Linked DNA regions of Canis lupus: all the other regions are linked to region 3. A link is a contact called in public Hi-C data. All regions are on one chromosome and are shown on one strand. Each heading gives the region's core, a stretch centred on a gene start, on an enhancer-like site or on the middle of the called end of the contact. The rest is flanking DNA. Distances are from core to core; before and after follow the strand shown. Region 1 holds the start of LOC119876490. Region 2 overlaps VCPKMT (protein-lysine methyltransferase METTL21D). Region 3 overlaps LOC111097026 (a long non-coding RNA gene).

The links. Hi-C and Micro-C count contacts between places; a contact is called where the count stands out from the background.
Region 1: a contact with region 3 is called in a Hi-C map of blood, with 1.9 times the contacts expected there. The contact joins the promoter of LOC119876490 here to the enhancer-like site in region 3. A contact is called at or near these places in 2 of 9 Hi-C or Micro-C datasets (amygdala and blood).
Region 2: a contact with region 3 is called in a Hi-C map of skin fibroblasts, with 1.5 times the contacts expected there. The contact joins two enhancer-like sites. A contact is called at or near these places in 2 of 9 Hi-C or Micro-C datasets (blood and skin fibroblasts).

What each region holds. Positions count from the first base shown.
Region 1 is chr8:26,667,950-26,672,088 of UU_Cfam_GSD_1.0, forward strand. LOC119876490 reads right to left here and starts at 1,950. Exons shown (of 3, transcript XM_038544659.1): 1 at 839-1,950. The coding sequence starts at 1,450. It overlaps ARF6 (ADP-ribosylation factor 6), which reads left to right and starts at 1,487. Exons shown (of 2, transcript XM_038544661.1): 1 at 1,487-1,648; 2 at 1,749-4,139. The coding sequence starts at 2,235. The coding sequence ends at 2,762.
Region 2 is chr8:26,837,682-26,841,802 of UU_Cfam_GSD_1.0, forward strand. It overlaps VCPKMT (protein-lysine methyltransferase METTL21D), which reads right to left. Exons shown (of 8, transcript XR_005363233.1): 7 at 1,210-1,273. Among named protein-coding and RNA genes, the nearest start is that of VCPKMT, 20 kb to the right of the region's middle. Within about 2 kb of position 1,525, at least 2 of the 20 cell types and tissues checked have an H3K27ac peak or open chromatin away from gene starts, as enhancers often do. A contact at or near this core is called in blood, where this site is marked.
Region 3 is chr8:26,758,082-26,762,656 of UU_Cfam_GSD_1.0, forward strand. It overlaps LOC111097026 (a long non-coding RNA gene), which reads right to left. Exons shown (of 4, transcript XR_005363227.1): 4 at 4,472-4,575. It also overlaps the pseudogene LOC119876481. Among named protein-coding and RNA genes, the nearest start is that of ARF6, 91 kb to the left of the region's middle. Within about 2 kb of position 3,015, at least 7 of the 20 cell types and tissues checked have an H3K27ac peak or open chromatin away from gene starts, as enhancers often do. A contact at or near this core is called in blood, where this site is marked.

The sequences.
Region 1 (4,139 bases), core at 700-3,199, 91 kb before region 3:
TCACAGCCATAAAACGGACAGGCAACACTTTGAACCCTAATCTTCTCACTCCAAAATCCTTCCTTCAGTTTTATGACAGTGGAAAGTAAGATGGATCAAGGCAGATGGAAAGTAAACTTGGATCAGTCAGAATATTAACAACTCCAGTAAGTTTATTTCAGCTGAAGCTTATAAGGTTATCACCTGACCCATCTACCATTATCAAATATTCTTATATTATGAAACAAGTATGTTATCATATGCTTCTATAGCATCTTCCTTAAAAAATAACAAACCCTATTTCCTGTTTTTCCTCCCCTTGGTTCCTTTATTTTAGGCTTCGCCTTACTTTAAGTCTAACTTGATCTCTAACTATTTGCTACAAAAAAGTTTCCGAAAGTCTTCCACAAACATTTTGTTATTTACTCTGAAACGGAGTACACAGAGCAAGGTCGGCACTACACTCGGTTTACACATGAGATAACAAACTTAGCAAGGTTAAATGCCTTAGATCCAGGTCACAAAAGTAGTCAGGCTTTCTGACTCTAAACCCTAGTGCTAAGATTATTATTGTCTGGGATTTTTAAAAAAATACTTTATTTATTTGTTCGTTCGAGAGAGAGAGAAAGAGAGAGAGAGAGAGAGAGAGAGGCAGAGACCCAGGCAGAGGGAGAAGCAGGCTCCACGCAGGGAGCGCAATGCGGGACTCGATCCCGGGTCTCCAGGGTCACGCCCTGGGCTGAAGGCAGGCGCTAAAGCGCTGGGCCGCCCAGGGATCCCCTCGTCTAGGATTCTTAAAGAAAAGCTAGGTGGTTAAGTTACTGCTCAACACACTAACTTAAGTATGAAAAGTTATCACCTTAAAAAGTTGAAAACGCAGCAAGGGACTGGAACTCTGGTTAACACTGTCATTTTTAAGTAACAGGGTCTGGTCCCGAAGAGATGTGTAAGACAGGGCTCGAACACCGAAAAGCGGGGTTTCCTGGCAAACCCAAGCCTGGTAGAAGCGCCGCACTGCTTGGCCGACTCCACACCAAACGCGGGCCTCCCACGTGTCTTTCAGGAAATGCACAGAACACGCGGGATGAGGGAGGCCAAGGACGGGCTGGGAGACGTACAAACAGCATATAGGGCTTTCCCGGGTGACTGAGGACGCGCGGAGGCTGGGGCGGGCCCAAGGGAACTCGCTGAGCACCTGGCGGGCACCGACGTCCGGAAGCAGCCTGGGGGAGGCTTTCACCGCGGGAGAGGGCTGGCCGCGGGCCCCGCCCTCGGGAGCTCCCCAGTGGATTTGCCTGCTCTGGTTCGAGAGGGCTGGGGGAGGCGAGAGCGCGCCACAGGGACGCAGAAAGTCCGCGTACAGCGCCAGGCGGGCACGGGTCAGAGTCCGAGTTTCGCGGGTCTGGGGCCTGACCGCAGCCGCGAGGCCTCCAGGCCGCCGTAGCCCCGCCCCCTCGCGCGTGGCGCCCATGACGCTGGGCGCGCGGGCCGCGCTCCTTACAGAGCTCGCTCTCACCGAACGGTCGGCCTTGCTGCGCCTGCGTGATCGGGAGGGGAAGTGAGGCGGTTTCTTCGGCGCCTTTTCCGGCGGCGGCGGCGGCGGCAGCGGCAGAGCTGGGAGGAGGCGGTGGAGGCCAGAGGGAGCCCGCGCTCAGGGCGGCGGCTTGAGGTAACCTCGCGAACTGAGCTGGAAGGACGAGTCACCTGGGCCTCCGCTCCCTTCTGGCCTGCCGGCAGTAACTCCCTTCTTCCTCTCTGTGTCTCTGCAGGCGGCGCACCGGATCCCGGCGAGGATCAATGACCTGACGAGGCGCCGGAGCCGCGCTGACTCTCGGGTGGCCTGGGTCGGTGGTGAGCCCGGTGCTCGTGGACCGGCGGGTGGGCCGGAGGGCTTCGACCTCCCGCGGCCGAGTGAAGAGAAGGCGGAGGAGCGGGAACCGCGGCGGCGCTAGCGCGGCGCTTGCGGGGGGAAGGGCAGTTCCGGGCCGGGCCGCGCCTCAGCAGGGCGGCGGCTCTCCCGGCGCAGACTCAGGGCCCCGGCGGCGGCGGCGGCTGGAGGAATCAAGTTGTGCGGTCGGTGATGCCCGAGTGAGTGGCGAGCCTGGGCCTCTGCCCCGAGGAGGCAACTCCCACGCAGGCCGCACGGGCGCCCTCGCGGCCGGGAGGCTTCGTTTCGGTTTCGCGGCGGCTGCGGCGTAGTTGGCTGAGGGGACCCGGGACACCTGAATGCCCCCGGCCCCGGCTCCTCCGACGCGATGGGGAAGGTGCTATCCAAGATCTTCGGGAACAAGGAAATGCGGATCCTCATGTTGGGCCTGGACGCGGCCGGCAAGACAACAATCCTGTACAAGTTGAAGCTGGGCCAGTCGGTGACCACCATTCCCACAGTGGGTTTCAACGTGGAGACCGTGACTTACAAAAACGTCAAGTTCAACGTATGGGATGTGGGCGGCCAGGACAAGATCCGGCCGCTCTGGCGGCATTACTACACCGGGACCCAGGGTCTGATCTTCGTAGTGGACTGCGCCGACCGCGACCGCATCGACGAGGCCCGCCAGGAGCTGCACCGCATTATCAATGACCGGGAGATGAGGGACGCCATAATCCTCATCTTCGCCAACAAACAGGACCTGCCTGATGCCATGAAACCCCACGAGATCCAGGAGAAACTGGGCCTGACCCGGATTCGGGACAGGAACTGGTATGTGCAGCCCTCCTGTGCCACCTCAGGGGATGGACTCTATGAGGGGCTCACATGGTTAACCTCTAACTACAAATCCTAATGAGCATTCTCCACCTATCCCCCGGAAGGAGAGAAATCAGAAACCCATTCATAGGATTATCGCCACCATCACCTCTTTCAATTGCCACTTTCTCTTCTTTTGAATTTGAACTCTGGAGTTACTGTTCTACGGTTGGGGAGGGGGGGGGGGTTTAGGGGTTTCCTTTTTTGTTTCTCTTTCTCCCCCCCCCCCCCCTTTTTTTTTGCTTTGCATTAGGATGCTCCGATCTGACATTTGACATGACCACAAAGTGCTAGATGCTCTTACTGACTTCCAGCAAATGGGATGGGGGAAATATAGCAGTTTTTGGTAAAGTCCTTTATAATAATGGTTTGATTTTTTTATTTCGAGAGAATCTTTTTTGCAATGTATGCTTTTTTCCTTTTTGCCCAGTTTCCTTATCACTTGCTGTAGATGGCTTATTTTGCATTCATGCAGACTATGTTGCAAGTCTGTTTCATCTAGTAAACTGAAAATTATTGCTTAATCAAACTGCCGTTTGTCTTTTATATTTAAGGCCTTTACTCCTCCCTTATGAGTTTTACCTTTAACTTAGTAATTTCAAATGTGACCTTTTATATCTAAGACCAGTATAGTAAACTTAGCCTACAGTGGCAAATAATGAGTAATATCATTGTAATATGTTCCAGTTGCACATCAGTATGTTAAACAGGTAATGTAAGAAGTTCTTTGAAATGTCAGCTATTAAGTTCTGAAACATACATCATGCATGAGTAGGGCTAAAACGCAAGTTCCTTATTACATAGCTAACTTACACTGCATAAAAAGATGAAAGTGTAACCCGTCAACAGATTTTTTTTCACTGCAAAAGTTAGCAACTTTGCTGTGTTTCCCTCTTTTTTAACTTTAAAAGTAGACTCTTTCCAGAAAATGGAGCAATAATGGTGTAGGCCACACACAGATGAGATATCTGTAGATATTTTCAGTGACATTGGGGCAAAACTGGAATATATACTTTTACCACATTTCAAATGTCTAAGACCAATACTTTAAAAGTTACTAGAATGTTTACTTTGTTCATTAATAAAAGCGTTTAACAATTCAAATTATACACATTTTCTACCTAGTTGAAAGAATACACATTCCTGTTTTCACATTAGAGCAACTGATTAAGCTGAAGATAGAAGTTTTTTTATAATTGAGTGATCCACATCTCCATTAATTAGAACACTGGAAAAGATGTTTTATAAAAAAGGTATTTAATTCTGTTTGATTGTAGGATTAACTCATACAAATAGATCTCCTGTTGGTTCATTAATACACTATCTCCTTTAAGGAAGGAAATGTGATGAATGAATGATGTGTAGACTTGAGAAATGACAATTAAAGGGGAAGTAGGATGAAGAAAGAACCTAC
Region 2 (4,121 bases), core at 275-2,774, 78 kb after region 3:
CTTCTTATAAAGATACCAGTCATACAGGGTTAGATCTATTTGATGACCTCATTTTAACTTAATTACATTTTTAAAAACCCTATTTCCAAACAGTCACATTCTGAGATAATGGGGGGTTAGGACTTCAACATATGCATTTTGGAAGGGCACAATCCAGCTTATAACAAATTCATATTAACTATACCCACAAGAAAAATATATTCTTCTTTGTTGGACATCTTCAGAATCATTGACTATGCATGAAGAATATATTTATACTCACTGACTATATTTGAGAAAAATATATGCATGAATATATCCAAAGAGTACTCCTTGAAACAAGCTTTGGGAAACTGGTTATTTTGGTAAATTTGACAAGTTGGCCATATGGCAAATTGACACTTTGCTGAACTGCCTCTCTGAGAATTAACAATTTGGTATACTGATCCAGAGCTGATGTAAAGTCTATATGAACCAAAATCTACTGGGACCTCCCCACCCTTTAAAACTATCACAATTATCTGAGAGAGAAAAGTACCCAGAACCATGCACACCTACTGAAACAAGAGCAACACTTAGTTGATAGGTAGCTGGCAAAGGGCATTCTTGAGGGAAGAGGGGAGGTGGGGCCAGGTTAGTGGGGTACTCTCTGGGGGTTTCAGGATCCTGGTACGTGGAAGGGGGAGAGTGGAGAGGAGAGAAAGATGATCCTCGGGATAACTCTGCTTCCCAACTTTGCTTCTGCTTCCCTTTTTCTGCATCTCCCCCAATCAGGCCACATGGGCATTTCTGTGTCACAGATGGCACTTCTAAGTCACCCACCAAGGATCCTTAGCAGCATAAGCTCCTTAATCTCAGGACCTAAATCTCCTTTTTGATTCATTTAACAGTGAAAACCCAAGGACATTGGTGGTGAACCCCCTTCCCTTCGACATCCGTGTCCAAATGCAGCTTCATCTCTTTCCTTCACTCCATTAGTCTACTGAAGTAGTGACCCTCTTCTTTCCAGAATCAATCCATTTGCCTTTGTTCTGGATTGCATTCCTTCTATCTGGGATCCTCTAAATCTCACTTCATAAATTACGTAGTGTCCCATCCCCAGTAACCCCACATTATCTTCAGCCACAATCTCTCTCCCTTCACCCTCTCCTACCTGCTTTCTCTCAATCCTAAGGCTCTCACTCCTACCAAACTCTATGAAATAAGCTACTACTCTTTCTCCACTCTTACCTTGCTTTTCATCCACAACTGCTTATGTCTGTATTCCAAGGACCTAGTCACACATCATAGGTGCCTCAAGAAAAGAAAGTTGGATTATTACTAAGCTGGATAATGGAATATTCCTCCAGCAATAAGTGCAAGAATCATACAGAATGTAAGATGCTGTTCTTGTTTTTAAGGAGGGGGCCATGGAGTTAGCACGATACATGAAACAAGAAACATGAAAAAATGTCATCAAAGCCACAATGTGAACAAACAGAACAGAATCTTTAAAATGAAGGCATCTGGAGAGGCCTCTGGGCTAGATGAACACCTTCCTGTTTCCACCCAGCACTGACATAAATGCAAATCAACAAAGTCAGAATAAAGTTCAAGGACCAAAGGGGATCCTTAGCCACTGTGCCACAACTAGGGGTTTACATAAAATGAATATAATGAGTATTTTGGATTTTCGTACCCAAAGGAGGAAGGCGCCAGGGGATAAATGAGCTCTGAGCAGTGGTCAATTCAGAGCATATATCAGCATACATGGCACTTCTTCAGTGTCTAGAGGCCTAAAGCTGGAACCAGAAGCCAGCTGTTCCTGGCTCTCCCTGGTGGTATACCCCTCACTGTAACAGGTGGGGTGATGCTTTGAAGATGGGAGTATGCAAGGCAATCTCAGGATTCTCTGCCCTCTGCACGTCCTCCACCACCTTCAGGACCCACCCATCCAGGCAGCCACAGAACTTCCTTTTCTCTGAGCAAAGCTGGCAGCTGAGAGCAAACCCCAGTGGGTTCCTGCAGCTGAGCCCTCCTGTGACCTTCAGCCCTGAGGAGAGCCCTGTCTGATGAACAAGGACCCGAGGGGCCTCGGAACCCCTGCAAGTCCAGTGTCTAATGCTCTGGTCTCCAATGGGCTGGAAGTTCCCATAAGACAAAGCACTGTTTATGGCCTGCCCTGGAAGTCCTTTAACCCTAAGGCTCCCAGGAACAATGAAATAAGCCACAGTGTTGACTTGAGGAGTTTTTTCATTTGATATGTTGGAGAAGCCAAAGGAAACATATTTGCAAAACCAGGCCAATCCTCTATGCTCCTATAGTAATAAGTATTTATAAAATGAGTGGCATGTATTGGGCTCTGTCCCATAGCACTTAACTCCTTTCAGGAACTAGCTCCTTTTCATGCCAGCCAGCAGCTCACAACTTGCTGGTATCCCTGGCACCTACCACAAGGCCTGGCCCACTGAACACAAATGAGGAGAGATGGCGACTCTGCCTCTCCATATCTCCTGTGAAGAGAAAAAGTGAGGGCAAAGATTGATAAGGTCTGCCGGAAATCACCTAGGGTCTGAGGGAAGAAAGCCTGAGGGACCAAGGGGAACTGATCCACAATCTATCCCCACGCCCTTCTGCAGACCCTCAGATAGGCACACCTGTTCGTTCAGAGATGAAGCAGATCCTCAGGCAGTAACTGTGAACTGAGAAAGCTAGTGGTCCTGGCAAAATGATTGTTTATTCTCAAATGTGGAGAGGGCCTGACTGAGTGGGCTGAAGAAGGAATCACAGCTTTTGTCAAAGGTGAGCCAAACACAGTAACTCACACTTCCATTCACCTTTCTTTCTTTTTTAAAGATTTTATTTATTTATTTATTTATTTATTTATTTATTTATTTATTTATTTATTTATTTATTTATGATTTTATCTATTAATTCATGAGAGAGAGAGAGAGAGAGAAAGAGGCAGAGACACAGGCAGAGGGAGAAGCAGGCTCCATGCAGGGAGCCTGATGTGGGACTTGATCCCGGGGCCCCAGGATCAGGCCCTGGGCTGAAGGTGGTGCTAAACTGCTGAGCCACGCAGGCTGCCCAGATTTTATTTATTTATTCATGAAAGACACACACAGAGAGAGGCAGAGACACAGGCAGAGGGAGAAGCAGGCTCCATGCAGGGAGCCCGATGTGGGGCTCAATCCCAGGACTGCGGGATCACGACCTAAGCTGAAGGCAGATGCTCAACCGCTGAGCTACCCAGGCGTCCCCATTCAGCTTTCCAACTGACATTTGGCTCTCATATCCATTTTACTGTTTGAGCCTCTAAAGAACTCTGTGGGTGGATAGAACAAACGTCACCACCATCATCATCCCCATCTTACAGATGAAGAAACAAACTCAGATCTAGGGACTTGCCCAAGGACTCATGGCTTGTCAACAGCAGGGGTAGGAGGTCAGCCTTCGCCTTCTGGCCTTCATCTAGCCTGGAATGTTCCCACCAAGAGGTGCTGAGGCAACAGGGGCTGGGTGGTTCAGTTGGTTAAGCATCTGCCTTCAGCTCAGGTCAAGATCCTGGGGTCCTAGGATTGAGCCTTACATCAAGCTCCCTACTCAGCAGGGGGTCTGCTTCTCCCTCTCAGTATTCTCTCATCAATCAATCTATTTTTAACAAGTGCTGAGGCAAGTCTTTAGTCAGGAGAGGGACAGGCCCATCTGAGGTGGCTCTGAGTGGCTACTCTGAATCACCATCAATGCCTGGTAGCAAAACGCTCTGGAACCTCATGGGTCACCCAGAGAATTGCTTGAACTCTCCTGTGGTTAAAGAAATACTTCTGAGGAGATTCATAAGCTGGAACCATTTCGTGCTTGATGAGCAGGTCCTTGGTTCTTTCTTTACAGAAGTCTACTCTCCTTGCCAGGTCCTCATGGAAGGACAGCAAACAATGCCATTTTTTTTTTGCTCCAGAATAACAGTCACATTTTTCAAGGCTATCTGGCAAGGTGTGCCTGTGCTTTAGAGACACTGGTAAGAAAAATAAAGCTCTAGAATTCTTCCAGCTCTTTATAAATTAATTATAAACCTACTTACAGCCTTCACCCTCATACACACACACCATCATTCTCTCTGCTCACATTACACAGGTCTGGGCAGAGATCTTTATCTAAAT
Region 3 (4,575 bases), core at 1,765-4,264:
GGAGATCTGAAGCCTGGAAATCTGTATTTTGCAAGTGTTCTAGGTGATTCTAAAGAGCAGTCGCCATTGGGAACTCTGGACAGATGCTATCTGAAGTGCCCCAGCTCCAATATTTTCTGACTCCAAACCCCTATTAGCACATTCCACACAATTCCACACAGTTCGGGCCACAGGTGGCCGCTTTCATGGTGAACCTCCATGAAAAAGTCAGTGTGTAAGCCCGGGGAACGGCCAACTCGGCAGAGCATCTGGCTAGGATGGTGTACGGACAAGGTGGCCGCATGTGCTGGGACTTAAGATCTCTGCCTGTTTCTTGGCCTGTTGAGTGTTGGAGGCTTCAACCTGGGCCTGCCAGGGGTCAGCAGTCCTTTGACCCTGACTGTGACCATTCATTGCCCTACTCCAAGGGCCTGGGGCCTTCCCACCATGAGGGTGTGGTCTGGAACCCCGAATACACCTGTCCTGAGACTGAAAAATACATCAAGAATCCCAACAAGCCGGCCTTGCATCCTTGAGGCTGGCATCCTTCACATGAGCTTTTGAAATCAGTCATGTGTCTCCAGCTGTCCCAGAGTTACAAAAAGTCCCTGTTTTAATGAGGAGCTGTGGAATGCTAAGGCTAAAGCTGCCTTTAGTTCTTTCAAAAGTTTCAATTATGGGTTAATCCTGACATTCTTTGACTTTACTAAATGGGCAGGAGCCTTTCGTTGGCGGGTGGTGGTGGGAGGGGGGAGGGCAGGAATAAATTCTGGCTCCCAGGTCTGAATTTGATCCAGGAAATGTGTGTCTAGGCATCCTCTGGGTGGCAGAGAGAATAGGGGAGTGGGGATCCATGGCAGGAGCTGTGCTGTGGCCCTTCATGCCTACAAGATACCCTAGAAGGAGGGGGATGCTGCGTGGGTGCGTTGGTGGGGTAAAGGGAGGGTGTGCCTTGGCTAATGGGGTTGGCCACCACTTGCTCATGCACATTACTGCCATGCAACAATGAGAGCCTGGCGTTGCGGACGCTTCTGATTCTTGAAAAAAATTCAGAAATCTCAATTTTACCTGAATTCTACTAATTTTAAAATGCCGAAACATTTAGTCTAGAAAATTCTTCAGACCAAGTGAATCATACCATCTAGCCACAGACTGAGACTCTGAGTGGAGAGCCTGGCCTCAGGAACTGATCTAGGTGTTGCTCTAACATTCAGCTTCCAAATAAGCAGAACCCTCAAAGGAGATTCTCAAGTCTTAAGACCTAAATCCACCTCCTACTTGGCAATTTCTATTGTTGGCGGGAAAGAAGGCCCTAGCTATCTGAAGTTCTAGATATTCCCTTTCTCTGCTGCAGTGTAACACCCTACTGCAGTGCCATGGATCTATAGCCTGTACCTTCCCTCTCCCTCTGTCTGCCCTTCCTCCCAGGAACCCCCCAGTAACAGAGAACCCACTCCCTGGACCACGTCAGGTGGGTGGGACACCCAGTATACAGGCTATATCACTGTCTCCATTCCCATGCCAGGAAAAATTCAAACCCAATGAACAGAGGAGTACCTTATGGACAACCTTGAGCTATCAACTTATTTTTTAGAGGCAAAGTGCCTGTGTACTTTGGTACTCTATCAGAAACAACTTACTCATGACACATGTTATAGAGGATGAGTAGTGGCTCTAGAATTTCTATAGAGGAAAGTCTTGAAGGTAGCTTTTGTTTGGAAGCAAGGAATAGCCCAAAGGACTTTTCCTAAAACTACAATCTATATTAAACTCTCTTTGTACTTAAATTGCACATTTATTTAAAAAAACAAAGAAAACCTCCAGAAGCCCTGTCACCGTCATTGGTCAGGACATACACAAAGGCGACAAGATAGGGAGAGACATACCCCTGCTTCTACATGGGGAGGGGAATGGGCAGGACGAGGTCCCAGAACAATCCAGGTACAACATAAGCCCCACAGCTCAAGAAAATATTCAAATTGGAGGTTGAACATTTGAGCCTAGTTCCTGAAAATGTCCTGGATGAAAAGGATGCATTCTTACCAACAGGCTGAGCCATTCTGGACGAAACCAAACTTGCTCCTTGGCAAAGGTCAGTGGTAATGCCAGAATGTCCCAGACACCTGCTCCCATGGGCTTCTTCCGCCAGGCAGCCAGATGGCTCATTATGACCAACATGCAGCCCTCCAGGCCTGGTGCCCTGGCTTGTTGGCAACAGATGGCCTGGGGGACAGGGACTTAACCCCATCGCTCAGACTGTATCCCAGGGGATCCTGTCCATGGTCCCCTTCTTAGGATCAGCCAACTCAAGGACACCAGGGAAAATGTTCTTAGCATTTACTTCAGAATAACTTTCAAACTCTAGAAAAGTAACATAAAATGTAATACTCCTGACTTGCCAGGAAGTGGTCAAATTCTCTCTGTCACCATAATGCCACTATTTGGTATTATTTCAAGTAAGTGATCCATGTATAACGCAGAGGGTTTCAATATTTAAAAATAAACAGGCCATTGACCCTTCACTAAATTGGTGGCTGTCATCACACTTAATGACTGCCTCACGAGCACATCATTCCCTTCTGGAAAATCAGTCATCAGTGACTGGCAAGAAATCACACTGTTCTTGTTTAAAATTTATCTATTAATGGAAGGATTGACTTTACTTTTTTCCTTCGACTTTTTAAACAGTAGTAATTCAACACGGAAAGAAATGTGATGTTTGTAGCTTATGTTTCTCCCCGGGGAACGAAGAGATCTCATAGGACATACACGCGGGTGTGAACCTGCCTTCACAGTTATGCACTATTAGTATTTTTTAGTTGGAGCATGTCTGAGGGATCAGGGGTCAAGAAAGCCATTTCAGCAGGGTGGTCCCCAACTGCGGCTTCCTCTGTCCTCAGCCACCGCCTTGCAGTCACCCGTGGGTGTGTTGCTGCCATCTGCCTCACTCAGCTCCCCACAGCACTTCCTCTACCACCGCCGCCGCCCCCACCCTCAGGGCAGGGAGGCCAGGAAACCCGGCCCCAGCAGAGGCTCCCAGCTGAGCATCCTCAAGGCCCCTGAGCAGGGCAGAGGCAGCCAGTGACATCAAGGACAGGAGGAGGGCTCTGGGAGGGGCTTGTGGCCGCTTGGCTGGACGATCATCTATCTTTTAACTTTTCATCTTGGTTTAGAACGCTGTTGGATTTCTTGGTCTCAAGCGCCTTCATCAGTCTGCAGGTCTCCTGGTTTGCTCTGTGTGAGTCTGCTAAACACAGATGAGAAGATGACAGATGAGACATGAGTTTTGGTAACATCAGTTCCTGGTGATAGGAGACGTAGATGATATGTGGGTACTCTTTCAACATGCATTTAGCCTGTTTAAGAATCAAAACTCACCTAAGTAAATTTCAAGATCTAATTGGCTTTATTCAACAATTTGTGAAACAGGCAGTGTCCCATCTAACAAATAGGAGGGTGCTCTGAGGAGCTGTACAAAATGGAAGGTTTTTATAGGCAGGAAAGGGACAGGACAAAGAAGTTATTAGTGAAAGAGAAGAAAGGATTGATTCAGACAAGGTCATCTTCCCTTAGGGGTAAGGGCAGGGGTCTTGGCAGATGCCCTCACTAGTGCTGATCAGGAAAACACAGGCTGATTGGTTTAAAATCCACTCCTGGGAAAAAAGACTGAAACTGTAATAAGGTTAGGTGCTAAGTCTAGAGTTGGACTTAACATAAGTGACTCCATTTTGGATCTGTAGTTTCTTTTTTTTTTTTAAGATTTACTTATTTATTTTAGAGAGAGTGAGAGAGCACGGGGAGGAGCAGAGAGAAAGAGAGAATCTTAAGCAGACAGACTCCCTGCTCAGTTTGGATCCCGCCAGTGAGGGGCTCGATCTCATGACCCTGAGATCGTGATCTGAGCCAAAATCAAGAGTCAGGCACTTAACCAACTGAGCCACCCAGGCACCCCTCTGTCGTTTCTTTTTTTTTTTCCCTTTGTTTCTTTTTGTAACAAGCCTAAACACTTGTACAAACAGCATATTGAGAGCAGAAACTGACTTTAATTTCTTCTCTTAGGTAATGACAGTAAGTGTTCTCAGGCAATTTGTGTTTTTTGCATTCCTATTTTCCAGCCACTACTGCAAGACCATGAAATTCAATATCAGAAAGGGACCTGAACTGAATGTGAAAGACATTCTGGCTAGCAAGTACAAACCAAATTAGTCTTCTTCTCATGGGTAGGGTCCCTATAAGCAGGGGAAAGAAACAGCCTCCTAAGGCAGGGCAAGCAGCATGGAGCCATGGGCTACACATGGTCTATATTTTCTTGGAATCAAAGGTCCTTCAAAAACCGGCTGGGAACATTAAGATGTTTTTAATTAAAATAACCACAAACCCCTACTGTGGAATAGCATGCAAAAATCAGAGAGCCCGCCCCACCCCCCACTTGGAATCCCTCCTCCACCTGTGTCTCCTAGTGGAAAGGGGGCTGCTGCTCAGGACCAGGGATGGGGGGGGGGGGGGCCCGGATACAGTGGTGGGGAGGCAGGAGGGAGCAGGGACAGTCCGAGCTGCGGGTGGGAGGAAGGGCAGAGGCACTAGAGAAGCTAAGTC